Linked DNA regions of Arachis hypogaea: region 2 is linked to region 1. The links are chromatin contacts, called in public Hi-C maps. All regions are on one chromosome and are shown on one strand. The core of a region is the stretch at or near the end of the contact, and the rest is flanking DNA. Distances in the headings are between cores, read along the strand shown. Region 1 holds the start of LOC112778689. Region 2 holds the start of LOC112777542 (ethylene-responsive transcription factor ERF106).

Evidence for each region. Hi-C and Micro-C count contacts between places; a contact is called where the count stands out from the background.
Region 2: a Hi-C map of leaf shows a contact between it and region 1, with 2.7 times the contacts expected there. The contact joins the promoter of LOC112777542 here to the promoter of LOC112778689 in region 1. A contact is called at or near these places in 2 of 8 Hi-C or Micro-C datasets (both in leaf).

What each region holds. Positions count from the first base shown.
Region 1 is chr19:135,848,177-135,855,163 of arahy.Tifrunner.gnm2.J5K5, forward strand. It overlaps LOC112778689, which reads right to left and starts at 3,529. Exons shown (of 11, transcript XM_025822984.3): 1 at 3,331-3,529; 2 at 2,564-2,813; 3 at 2,313-2,487; 4 at 2,070-2,228; 5 at 1,817-1,910; 6 at 1,494-1,564; 7 at 1,209-1,260; 8 at 741-789; 9 at 512-646; 10 at 1-92. The coding sequence starts at 2,766.
Region 2 is chr19:136,029,270-136,036,256 of arahy.Tifrunner.gnm2.J5K5, forward strand. It overlaps LOC112777542 (ethylene-responsive transcription factor ERF106), which reads right to left and starts at 2,990. Exons shown (of 1, transcript XM_025821945.3): 1 at 2,107-2,990. The coding sequence starts at 2,990. The coding sequence ends at 2,382. It overlaps LOC112776831 (ATP-dependent 6-phosphofructokinase 4, chloroplastic), which reads right to left. Exons shown (of 15, transcript XM_072227050.1): 12 at 6,718-6,942; 13 at 5,951-5,999; 14 at 5,415-5,569; 15 at 2,107-5,034. The coding sequence ends at 4,888.

The DNA.
Region 1 (6,987 bases), core at 2,279-4,778:
CATGAACATTGAGTAGGTGATTGATGTATGCTTTAGTATGATTTTGGCACGTATAGCAGGTGCAGTTTTCTAAAATGGGGGACATATCTTTCCTGCATCAAAATGCAAGCACAAAACTCAGTTGAAAGAAGTGACATTTAATATGTAATCTGATTACTACTACTAACAATTCAGCTAAACAAGAACAATTAAGCATGTTTTGAAATGCATGGTCATCCGAGAAAATATAGTGAAGAGCAAACTCAAAATAGTGTATATTGATGAAATGAGAGAACGTAATTACAAATTTACAATTGATATAAACAAACAGAAGGTTTAAGTCATAGGACTATCAAGAAATCCTAATTCAGGGAAAACCAATCCTTAATGTCAATTTACAACAGAAGCAGAAATACAGAACAAAAAACAGAAAGAAAAACAAAAATAATCATAGTGAAATCTGCATAAATTATAGAGTAATCCACTACCATATAATAAAAAGAAAAGAAGGCAGTAACAATTATCATGTTACCGGTAAGCTGTTGCCCTCAAGTTAATTTTAGTCGAGTCACTTCCAATCTGGTCTGACTGTAAATTATGTTGCTCCCCGCTTTTGTCCAATGAAAAGGTTAGTGCAAATCCTCCAAGTGTGAGGGAATAGATGTACCTATGAATCATCACAAAAACCATCCTAGTTCTTTGACACCAAACACCAGGGGAATTGGGATATTGAGAAAACAGAAAGTGGAATAGCTACTTACGTTGAATCAAACAGATCAATTCCTGCGGCAATCCCCTGCAAAATCTCCTCTGTAAGGGTAATAATAACTAATAAGCTTTTATGTGCAAAAAATTTGTATATATTCAAAAATAAATATAATAAAAATTTGGTAAGCTAAAAATTTTAACTTAATCATATATATATATATGATCAAAGATGAGTTCTATTGATTAGCAGAATAGGGAGTGAACAGAATGGTAATGATTCGTTGTTTTAAAAATCGCTGTGATGGAAACTGGTATCTACTCAAGAAATCTAGATCAGAAACAGTGGTTTACTGATGAAGAACCTAATATTCCAGTGGGGAATTCAGCTTCAGAAGCATGTATACGAAGATGATAGACTGAAAAGAAAAAAAATAAATGTCTTGGGAAATACAAGGAGGTAACTACATCCATCAAGCTAAGCAGGACAATAACATATGAGTTTAATTACATAAATCATGTACCTGGGAGTCCAAGCCCACATGTTAAGCGTGGCTTCTCATCTGGCAAGATATCCTGAGAAAAAGGTTACTTAGTTAGGAATTTCAGATAAAACTCAAAAATGTCCAGCATGAATAGTAATCTCTACAAAACATCCGCACACACAAAAATAGTAACAAGAAAATCAGGTTTTACGGTTTCAGCAGTAGTCTATACTTGTCAAAATTATCACAACTTAGCTTGAACTATTACATAAAGTTCAATTAAAAAATGGGGTCTTATTGAACAACTCCTGAAATGACACTTACCATAACTTCTCTTAAAAGAGCAGGTCGCTCGTCAATGCCCTCTCCAAGTCCAAATCCTCCAATCCAATAGCCTGCATCAATGATCATAAGTAAGTTATGCATCTCAAAAAGATTTAAGTTTCAATAATTTAAGTTCCATAATGAATAACATGCATTTGTCACAGTAGAGGGACTAACGGAGCATCTTACATATAGCAGCACCAGGAAGTGAGGAGTAATTAAGGAACAGATAATGGATTGCTCTATGACGATACTTAACGTATTGATAACATCCTAATACCTCTACAACTTAGGCTAACACAAACTGAAGAAAAACAAAGAACCTGATACATTTCGCTTAGCTACCTCCTCTGCACATCGCTTCCTTTCTTCCAAACTTGTGCCTCCAACGATGGCACCAAAGATAGATCCAGCTGCCTGAATGTTGAGATCAAAATTAATGAATTTATCTCTTTGTCTTAATTTTTTTGCTAGAAAAGAAAAAAAGCAAGAAGGAAGACAAGATATCAACTATCTCAATCACAAGAAATGAATTCATAACACAGCTAGAGAGGAAAATCATAAACTGTCCTTTACCGGATACAACGAAATGCAGTCATCAAGCCATCTCAAAGTTCTATCTACCGAGGTTTTGTTCCTTTTCTCAGAGACCCAAGCAGGTACTTCATCTGCCAAAGATGCCCATATATTTGGCTTCATGCAGGATATCATTTCAATATAATCTTTAGGTTTAATCTGGTCATGTCAAAATTTAGAATTAGAAAGATATACAGTACTATCATAAAGACAATATTCAAACCCAAGTGGCAATAAATTTACCAATAGACGGCCACAAGGTGTCTCGAAAGAAGCTCCAAGTCTGGTAGCTGCTTTGGACTCAGGAAGGCACTGTATAGAATCCCTGGGTACAGCTGCAATTCCATGTTGTTTCAAACCAAGCATTTGGTGAAGGCCTCCTATTTTTGATATAGTGGTTGTAGAGAGTCCTTCCAAACTAGAGAAGTAGACAAGAGAAAATAATGAGAGGGCATTATGCGAAGATTGTGAACATGAGTGTGTCTACAACTTACAAGTGCAGAGGAGAAACTTGAAGGAGGTTGGAATCAGGCGATGGGAGAGAAGGGAGAAGCTCAGGGGAGATGAAGTGAGGGAGGCCTTTTCGAGTAGCCAGGAGAAGAGCGGGGGTTTCGATTGGCGCCGGGCAGCTTCCCACCTCGAGTACTCCCACCCGAGCGCCACTGCTACTCAATGCTTTCTTCACTGCAAACTTCATTTGCAGAGTGCAGTTGCAGCACCTATGTCCTATGTGCTATGATAATGCTGATGAATCAAAACGATGTCAAACTCTGAATTCACTAAAATTCAAGTTGCGTCAAAAACATTTAATCCCAAATGGAAGTCCAGATCATAAAAATTACCATCAATAAGAAAGATAGCGCAAAACTCAAAAGAACTTAATCTACATTAAGCACAACCATCACAAAAGTTTGCCAGACACTCATTTCAAAACTATACTTCACCTCATACCAATAGAAACAAAACACCTCCATTGGTTCTAGTAATCTTAGTAACACTCTATTATGCCATTCATTCTTACTCTAATTTACGTAAAGGTACCAATAAAATGCCTTTTGGAAACTTATGCTTAAAATTTAACAAAACAATAGCCAAAAAAGGAAAAAGAAAAAAAAAAAAACTAAGAATTTGATATAAATCTACCGGCCAATATTAATTAGTAAGCTAAGTTAAGGTTCAATCACTACATAAGCCAAATAGGAAAAAAAAAAAAAGAAGTAGAATGAAGCAAATAGAGTCAGCGTCTAATGAAAAAACCTACGCAATTGTGGTGGATGAGAGGCGAAGCTCTTGCGGCGGCGCAACTGAGGTCGTGGTGGCAGATAATCAAACGGCGCCGGAGACGAGGATGGCGGCGGAAGGAAAAAGGTAAGGGTTTCCAAACCGTTATTATTCAAAAGTTTTCTATTTACAATTCAAGACCTGAGAATGAGCGTGAGTAATTTTCTTAGGAAAAGTATGGAAAGTCAATAGAGGTTTAAGGAGTATTAAAAATATAATTATTAGTATTATTTTTTTTATTAACATAAGTTTTTTAGATGAGTGGTTTCATGATATAGTATTAGAATTTATCCTTTTGAAATGAATGACTTTATCTCTAATATCTTATTCTAAATATTATGGATAATGTTCATTTTGTAACTCATATAGTCTATTATACACATTATATAAATAAATCATTGGCTCCTTAAAAAGACACATTTTCTTAATACTTTTCAAATGTTATAGTATAATTTTTAGAAAAGATGACAAAATTTTTAAACTAAATTGCAAATTATTTACTTCACACATGCAGTTTTTACTTTTTAGAAAGTTTTGATAAATTTTAGAATTTTTCATTTTATTTTTGAACACACACCATCATCAAAATAATATATTTTAATTTATAAATTAAATAAAAATAACAACAATAAAAATTCCAATTCACTACTTTTCTTTCGTTCCATAATAAATTAAAATTTTGATAATAATAAAAATAGTCATATAAAAAATGAGAAAATTTTGGAACCAAATTATGTTAACCAATATTTTTTTTAAAATCAGCCAATAATTATTAATATACGGTTTTTTTCCCCTTTCTTCCTCTCAACCCTTTTCTTTCTCAACAAAAAACTTCCAATTCACTACTTTTCTTTTTCATTCTTTTCATAAGAGCTACAAAAAAACAAAGGGTTTACCTATAGAAAAAAAAACGTGACTAAAGTCCATAAAAACTGTACAATTAAATATTGGTCACCAAAAAATATTCATGGCTAATAAAAAGATTGTATTCTCAGTTTGTCATAATTTTAGTGTTATAAGTCACAATTTTAAATACTGTAGAAACTTTTGAAGAGTCATAATTTATACATTATTTTCCACACTTAATACTATGGTTAAATAAAAATAATCAAATAAAAATTATAATTTTACCGCATTTTATTCGTAGCTAATTTATGCGGGTCGTGTTTTTTAGCCGTTATTTTTTCGTGGCTACTATCGAATTATTTAGCCATATTATTTCCGTGACTAATTCTGATTTTTCTACGTGCCATCCGTAGCTAATTTGTACTAATTAATTAGATTTTTTCGTAACTAACTTTGATTTTTTTTTTTTTTTAGAATTTGTAGCTTTTATCGTAATTTGATTGTGGCTAATTCAACCGTTTTAATATATTAAAATTATATTTATATATAACATTAATAACAAATTTAGTTTTGAAATACACAAATTGGACATTTATTGCATTGAAAAAGAAAGACATAATAATTAAAATTTATTATTTATATAAATAAAATAATAATAACAATTCAAGTCTAAATTTCTATATTTTTTTTCTATATAATAAGAAATAAAAGAAACTCTAACGTCTTCTAAAGTAAATCTACCTAAATTTTCAACTAATACTTATCAAATACACCAATTAAATGTGTGGCATGTCACTGAATAGAGTAGACACTTCATCATATTTTGATAACAAAAATTTATACAGAACTACTAACTGAATTTTGGTTTCTTCATATTCATCTGCCCTTTTTTTTTTTTAATTTTCAACCCACTTTTCTAAATATATCATATGTTGCTGAGATATGTTGGAGACTCCACCAGTTGCAAACTCAAAACACATGTTTAGATTTATCAAATCCTACCGAATATACAATACTACTAAAATCATGCACACACCCTACATTATTAGCACCAAAGACCTTTTCAATTGTATCATTCGGATGAGCCAACACTTTAGAAAGAACTCCTTCAACTGCAATATGCTCTTGATCTTCAGGCAAATATTCTAATATTTGCTCCTATACAAAAAAAAAAAAAAATAGATTAGTGTATACAAACATAGGAGGAAACAAACATAGGCAGATATAGTACTACAAACAAGTAGCGTACTAACAACTTAAAACTACCATCAATGACCAATTTAATATGAAAAGAAAATATTGAAATATCTAAAGTATATATTCTTACTTCAATGTAGTTCTACTATTTTTTGTGTCATCTTCAGACATCTTGTAACGATCCACATTTTTTAAAATCTAAATATAAATAAGTTATAATTTATTTTATTAATTGGAGTTCCTTATTTTCAAAAATTATTTTATTAAAAGTAATTAAATTAATTTTATAACTATTTAAATTCAATTAAATTCATATTCTTATATAAGTTTTTGCTATGATAAAATATTTTACATAATTAAAATTATACTTCTAATAGTTTATAAGTAATGAAAATTATATATATATTAATTTGAGTAATTGATATTTCTAATTTAAAAATAGAGTTTAGTTAATAATATTATTATCAAGCTCGATATTCATCGATATGAGTAAATGTCGGTACTCTTCGGTGAACTTAGCTTTGCTAACGCTTCATCGTATATCTTTTATTCTTATAATCATTATGTTACTAATGTCATTTATATTAGTAACTCATATATATAATTACTTGTGTTTTAATATATTCAATTTTCATAGTTATCCGTTTAATTTTCAATTTTCATAGTACTCCTATTTATAACATGAACCGTTGACTGAGCAGCTTAATGCCGTGACACTCAACCCCCTTCATTTAATGCCTTGACACCTCGTTACCATCACTAATTAGTCATCATCCTTCAGCCGCATGATCCATTTTTGAAGGAAAAAGAAAGAGAACCCGAGAGAGAGAAAATCAGAAAAGAACGTGCTTCCATGAATGCCATGAACTTTTGAACTTGATTTTTTGAGATCCGTAACTCCAATAAAAAAATTAATCCGTTCAAAGTGTTCGTATCTTCCTCTTCTCATGTTGACGTCACTTTTGTCAGAGAGAAATTAATGGTAGAGCTGTTGTCCCTCCATGCAAAGTTCGGCCGAGGGAGCCTCGGAGGTGGAGTAGCCAATTTTGACGTTTTCTTCTTCAATTTCTCGTTCAGAAACCTTCCCTGAAGCTTCTGTTGTTGTGATTTCTGCATGGAGGTAAAGTTTGATAATTTTATAATAATTAATTATAAATTTGATAAGTGAATGTTTGTTTGATTGATTATTGTTTGAATTTGATTAAGTTTATGTTGATTTTTTGTTGAATTATTGTTGTTTGCTTGAGATTTTGGTTCGGCTATGTATGAACAGCCAGTTGGGGTGTTTTTATTATTTTGGGGCTGTTTTGATGTGGTATTTCGAGATAAATTTGATGAGGTTTGATGACCGCGAGATTAAATTAAAAGTTGTGAAAAATCAGTTACCGAAATCGTTGAAAAACTAGTTAAAAATCAAGTAATTTTGATGAACTTTTGATGAATTTGATTTGGTTATTTGAAAAATATAAAACCTTCATGTTTTGACTATTTTGTGGCTAAAATATAATTAAGAAAGATTTTTGGGGTTGGAAGTTAAATAAAAAAAAGTTTGTGAGTTAAAATAGAATTTTCAAAAGTTTAGTGATTAAAGTGT
Region 2 (6,987 bases), core at 1,740-4,239, 180 kb after region 1:
TATAATGGTGATCTCATTTATTGTTATAAATACTAAATTGAATAAATCATAATTATTTTTTATTTGGAATTAAATAAGAACAAAATCAGATATTATCTTTTGGACTTTAGATAATTATCTTTTGAATTTTAGATATATTATTTTTTAGATTTTAGATACCATTTTTATTTGGGATTTAGGGTTTAATGGGTGCCATGCTCAAATATAAATAGTGTCTCTAGGGTTTCGGTCCCCAATATACCAAAAGCTGCCTCAGCAACTATTTCCCTATCAGAGAAGTTGCAATTCAACCACCCAGGAATACAGAAGGTTTTGGTTGAGAAAGACTGAAACAACCCTTACATCAATTTCTGATTTTTAGTTTCTAATTTCTATAAGTAAAGATACACTTTTGCATTATAATATATTTTTAAAAATTTAATATGGATGACCTAGATTAATAAAATAATTCATTCCAACATAGCCTATTAAAAATTTAGACTTTTAAAATAGTTTGAGCCTAAACTTATTTTCTATCAGGTTGAACTAAACCAAGCAAAACACAAGCCAGTCCGCAAATTCCTGGTAGGTCGCCTGACTTTTTTCTACTCTGTTTCATCAAATCCCTTGCTTGCAATAACTTGTCTTCGTTGCAAACGAGTTTTTTCATTACTTACGAAATGCTTAGGGAACTCCGATCCCATACATATTCATTCGAAGAATCAGAATCATCATCTTTTGTATCCTCAACAACTTTTTCTTCATCAAGAGGGAGAGCACTATCTTCTTCTTCAGAGGAACTGACTTTGATACAAGGCCACTTTCTGGGCTATCTCTTGTTCCTCTTTTTCCTATTGCATCATTTAAAAAATTCATATCCATCATAAACTTGCCAATTGCAACGTAGTAGATGAATATCTTCCTTACGTTTTCGATGAATTAGGGTTAGAGTTTTAAATTATAGCACTTACTCTATAAAAATGTTAAAATATCTTCACATAAAAATATTTGTATTAAAAGTGTGAGTTATTTGTTTAGTTACATTTTAAATAAAGATAATATTTTTATTACATATCAAAATCAAATTCTACAATTCATCATATAATAATAAAAAATAACTTCACATAAAAATAATTATAAAATATTTATTAAAATATCCACCTTAAATTATAGCCCCTTTTTATATGGGTGACTTTTTGATAGATTCTCCAAATTTGTTTAGATAAACTTAAAAACAAAATCTGTTTTTAAGTAATTGTTTTAAAAATTGAAAAAAAAGAGTATAAAGTAATCTGATGGAGAATTTATAGCTTCTTTTACTTTTGCCCGAAAAATCCAAATCCGCACTATCCATAATTAAAAATGTCCGTGCCAACCAAGTTGGATTGGTCCGATAATTAGTTCACTAGTCTGCTTAAACAAGTGTCAGAGTTCGAATTTTGCTTTATGCATGCAGCAAATGGCCCACAACGGATTAATTCTTGGTCTGTCGAACTAAGAGATACAGTAAAAAACAAAAAAAAGAAAAAAAATCCCCATGCCAATGGACTCTCGTGTAGCATAGCCCCACAAAGAAAATTAGTAGTTGGCAATTACTTCGTTATCTTCTGAAAATTAGAGTTCTTTTTTATATATAACTCTATCCAAATAAAAGAGGAAGGAGCGCTAATACAGTACCAATTGTTTATTAATCTACCCTATTTAGTAGGGCCGTCAAGAATAGACTAACAGAAAATATCAGAGAATAACTTAAATTTTTACAGAAATCTGTAATATATGAAAGATGATAATTTATTCTATAAATTTGTAAAGATACTGGAAACATTGCATTAATTATTTAATGAAAGCAAAACCCATACTACTATTCAATGTAACATACAATCATGGGTAAAATATTATGGAGTAACAACATCGTTGATAAATCTAAGAGTAACTTAGAAGTTAGAAATCACCCTTATGGTATGTGGACCTGAAACAAGTGAAACTTCACTCTATCCTCCTCAATTACAGGATATACTATCTTTTTAGCTTTTTAGGTGTATGCTTCAAGTTAAAAAGAAACAAGGGACATAGTTACATTATTTAATCCACATAATACGTTGCTCTTCATTCATAGTGAATGAAAACTTCACAAAAATACTAAATTGCACATTCATGGAAAATTTTAGTACATATTGCACATTTCTTTAGCAAACAAAAGTAAAGAATGACTATAACCTATAAAAGTTGAAAAGGAGAAGATAATGCAATCATTGAAAAATGAGATTTGTACATAACATTTGTGGCAGATATATGTTCATGTTCACATTCTATGTAACAATAAACAAAAATATATCAATACAACATTCACAAAATATTATGTTCAAATAACATTACTCGATGAAATTGAATATCAATTCTCTCTACACTACTCTTCTCTTTTTCCTACCACAAACATTAGGCTTTGGTTCAGATTCACCAGCCTCAAGAGGAAAATTGAGAATTGCTTTTTGACCCCTCATCCTAAAGGCAGCAAAATCATAAGCCTTAGCAGCATCAATCTCACTATCAAATGTGCCTAGCCACACTCTCGAGCCTTTTCTCGCCGGATCGCGAATCTCAGCAGCGAACTTTCCCCACGGCCTTCTCCTTACTCCTCTGTAGTGCCTAAACGTAGCTTCTACCTTCTCTTCCACAGAATCCAACATTGTTGGTTCAACCGAAGTATCCGAATTCTTGATTATTTCCTCCTCCGAGGGGCTTTGTGCAATAATGACATTGTTTTGATCAGCAGCGACTTCCTTAGCATCAAAGCTACTACTACTTTGTTCAAAGAAATATGAATCCAAATCCAAGAATTGGTGGTAGTCGAGTTTTGGTGATTCCAAAGGGTGTTCTAATTCTTCAATTTTCACTAGAGGAATGAGATTGGTGGTGCTAGTGAAGTATGAATCTAAGGCATTTTTATTATTATCACCTAAGAGATGTTGCCTTAAGAGTTCTAAACTTGAAATTTCTTGAGATGCTGTCATAGTGTATCTGTGTTTGAATTGGATTTTTATTTGTGGAATGTGTGGAGAGAAGTGGCATTGAAACTATGATATTTATGCATATAAGAATACTCCAGTCCCCACATTTTGTGATATAAATTGATTGATGATAGTGTTATCAGCTCATCAAGTTGTTGAGGAAAATTAAATGGACTTTTTTTATGGCACACGGATTTCACTAGGGAGTTTTTTTTTTTTTCTTTTTAAAAAAAAAATATTACGTTAAGAGACAGTGCATCTTATCCAAATTATTGGATGATCATGGTTATGTACTTTGTCATGGGGCCCGATACGTATATGCAACTTGTTTTTTTGGTTACTGTATAAGCAACTTGTTTGAATATTAACAAATTATTATTGATTTATACCCAAAAAAAAAAAATATTGATTTAGACATAATTATAAATATCTTGCCGTACTACTGCCAAAGAATTTAAGTTTTTGAATATTAAACCTTATCTAGAATAATAATAATAATAATAAATTTTGGTTAATTTTTCTTTACAGAAAATAATAGTATCATGATTAGCATAGTAAGATTTATTTTTCGGGATAAAATATTCTAAGAAAAATTTAAACAATGATTAATATAATTAAACAATATAAGACAATATATATCGTAAATGATATAATAACTATATCAAGCCTCATCAATTGTTGTGTCCACAAGGTGCTTTCAATGGACTATCTTCATTTAACAAAGAGAAAAGAGGGGGGAAACTGATGAATAATAAATCAGGATATTTTATGTTTGGTTATTTTAAAGATAATAATTGTTTTACAAAATATTTAAGAAATTATATTTTCTTTTCACATTTATTTAGCTTTTTATTTAGTGTTTTATATTACTTAAATAAAAATGTGTTATCTTGTTGATTAATTTTTTTATTTTAAATATCAGTTTTTACTTTTTAGAAGGAAAAATACTAAATGACTATCAGAATTTATTATTTTTTACTTAAGGATGGTAGATTACGTAGGATGGTAGGATACCCATTTACGAGAGTCTCAACTTGTAAGCTGTTGTGTTGCAAAGAGTTGCTAGAAACAGCAACTTGCGTTAAGACAAAGTGGGGCATCAAAAAGTTGGTTTTGGTTATGGTTTGTACTATCTACAAAAGATCGCAATCAAGAAAAGATTGCTGTTTACAAGGGTACATCTGGAGCCTTATCATTCTTCAACTTGCTGTATTTAAATCAAATCACACCATGGGGCCCTTATAGTTGAATAATGGAGACTCTTTCACTGGACAATTAACCAAATCTAACCAAGATGAGATGAGAAGAGAAGAGAAGCCTTTGACTTTTAGGGCTTCACCTCCTCCGAATAATTGCTCTCTAACTAGTATTATAATTTGATAGATTTTCTTCCGTTTTTCTTTTTGTATTCAAGAATGTAACAAAATATTAAAGTAACATATATTATAAATAAAAGGTTTCTTGGATGTGAGAGGAAATAGTTATTTAGTCAAATACTTAACCTTATCGAAGTTGAAGTGTGAATTAGGGCACATGATAAGATGGTGTTTTGCAAAGAGAGTTTTCTCATGAATGATGCATATAAGTTGCCACTAGTTGAGCATGTTCAAATTTGAAACACCAGTTACATTAAAAAAAAAAAGAAAAAAGAAAAATACTCAAAGTCTGAGCTGACGTTTCAACAAATACAACAAACATATAGCTATTACTAAGTAGTGGAATTTCACACTAAAAAGAATAGTGGCAAACCATATGGTGGTAGTGTCCAATTACAGCCAATACCACTATATGTTAATGCATCATCTGTTATCTGAAAGCTCATCAAAATTCACAGCACTGAGTTAACATACAAATGAAACCTAAAATAGAGATCTGTTGCTACTCATAAATATGAGAAAACCTATATCGAGGTAATATTCAGACTATCGATACCTTGGACAACTCCTTCTAGATCAGAGGAAATGAAACTAGGTTGATTTGTAGATGCAAGAAGTCTAGCCCACATTCTACCTGTCAGCTCAACCGTCTTTTGTTTCTCTGTCACACGCTGCAACAAGATGTTATATAATCATCAGCCGGCATGCTACCTAACATAATGTGGGAGCATATAACATACTAACACATATCATGAACAAAGGTAAAACATAATGTCCAGTAACCTAGGAAGTGCAGCACATCCTATTAGGTTAATAAACATTTAAACTGCATCATCTCAATCTTGCATGCCCTTACATAAGGTGTTTGTGTTGAATTTTTTACAAAATGATTAAATTTTCAGTTCTCTTGGTAAGGTTGTAGTGTTAGGTAGAGGAGATAGATTACATGGTGAACTTAAGAATAGTACAAGACTCCAGTAGCATAAACTTTAGTAATGGAAGTAATTAGTTGGATGCAGATGATCTAATTCTAATGAAGTGGTCAACTTACAGAAATAGGGATATAAGCATGTCTACTATTCACAGGGCCAACGGTGAAGCCAGTATATCCAGCCATAGCTCCATGAACAACACTATGAGCAAGTAGAGTGCAGTATATGTTGTCTGCGGCATTACTCGGAATAGCTCGAATCATGTATGTTGGATCTATAAGAGTAACACAAATGAAACTTTTATGATGAAGACAAAATCAATGAAAATTTTAAAATTAAGTTCTTAAAAATGATAACATTATTATGTTAAAGTAATAAACAAAACTTAAAACGGTTCCTTTGTTGAAAATAAATGATACAAAATATAAGAAAATGGAAAAAATTTTAATTCTGAATTTCAAGCTTGCTTGCTTTTATTTAGGGGTTTTGAAATTCCAATTAACCAAAACTAAAAGGCAAACAGGAAAAATAAGATGCCGTTCTGGTTATTCAAGAATAATTATGAAAGAATAATCTTATAGCTGTTTGTTTTCCTGGTTATTCTTGCATAATTACAATAAAATAGAAAAGTTTTATAGGAAACTCAGGAACATACCTATATATTTCATATTAATTGGCATCTTTTGAGCCTTTGTGAAATGGTCCTATAACAAGTAAGCAATATATTTAGAAGCAAACTGAAAAACTTAAAAGGTGAACAAAACAATGTTGGCAACCTCAAGAAAAATGAAAGGAAATATTTAATAACCCTCCGTGAAGGACAAATTCAAATTCCAAAATTATTCTTTCAAAATCATTCATCATTTCCTCTATTATGGGAGTGAATACTTTCCTATGAACTGAGCTAATGAGAAAAAAAAAATTCATAAGCAAAAACTGATAGAGTTCTAGACTACAATGACAAGTCAAGATAGCATGCACAATTGCACTTCAACAAATTTCCCCTCTCAAAGAGGTCACACACTTCAATCTCAAGATCAAAAAGAAGAGGGGGGGGGGGGGGGGGGGGAACATGCAAGATTAATTTAGCAAGGAAAGTGCAAAAGATTTTAATTAGCTTCACCATATGTAACTGATCTATTAGCAAATTGACTGATGCCATCAGGCATCAGCATAAATCTAGTTTTAAGAAAAATATATTGAAAACCATCTTTGGAATGGATACCTTAACTCGGACCACACATATTGAAAATTCTACAATCAGAACTGGAAAAGATCACAAATTTTCTGCAGTCGTGTCAATTATATTTAGAGATATCATATCTATGGTCCAAGTAAGTATACATATCTGAGAATATTATATATGTAAAATCTGTGAAGAGAACATAAGGAACAGAAGGAAAGATATATGATATAGTATACCTTGATCTTATCAGATAACCAGGGACCAACATCAAGAAGTAGCCTGTTCCCAGATGCATCCTTTTGATTGACTGCAGGCACTTCTGCGGCAACATATTCTTGACCTGCACCTTCTGCTATGACAATAACTAAATGTCCATTCTCTTTCAACCTCTGATCAAGAAACTCATACAGCCCACCTCTCCCTTCCAAATAAAAGGGAGATTCTGGAATCAAGCAGCAATCCTGTTAGAACTCTTGCTATTAGCAGGCATTCTTTAGTCATTATTT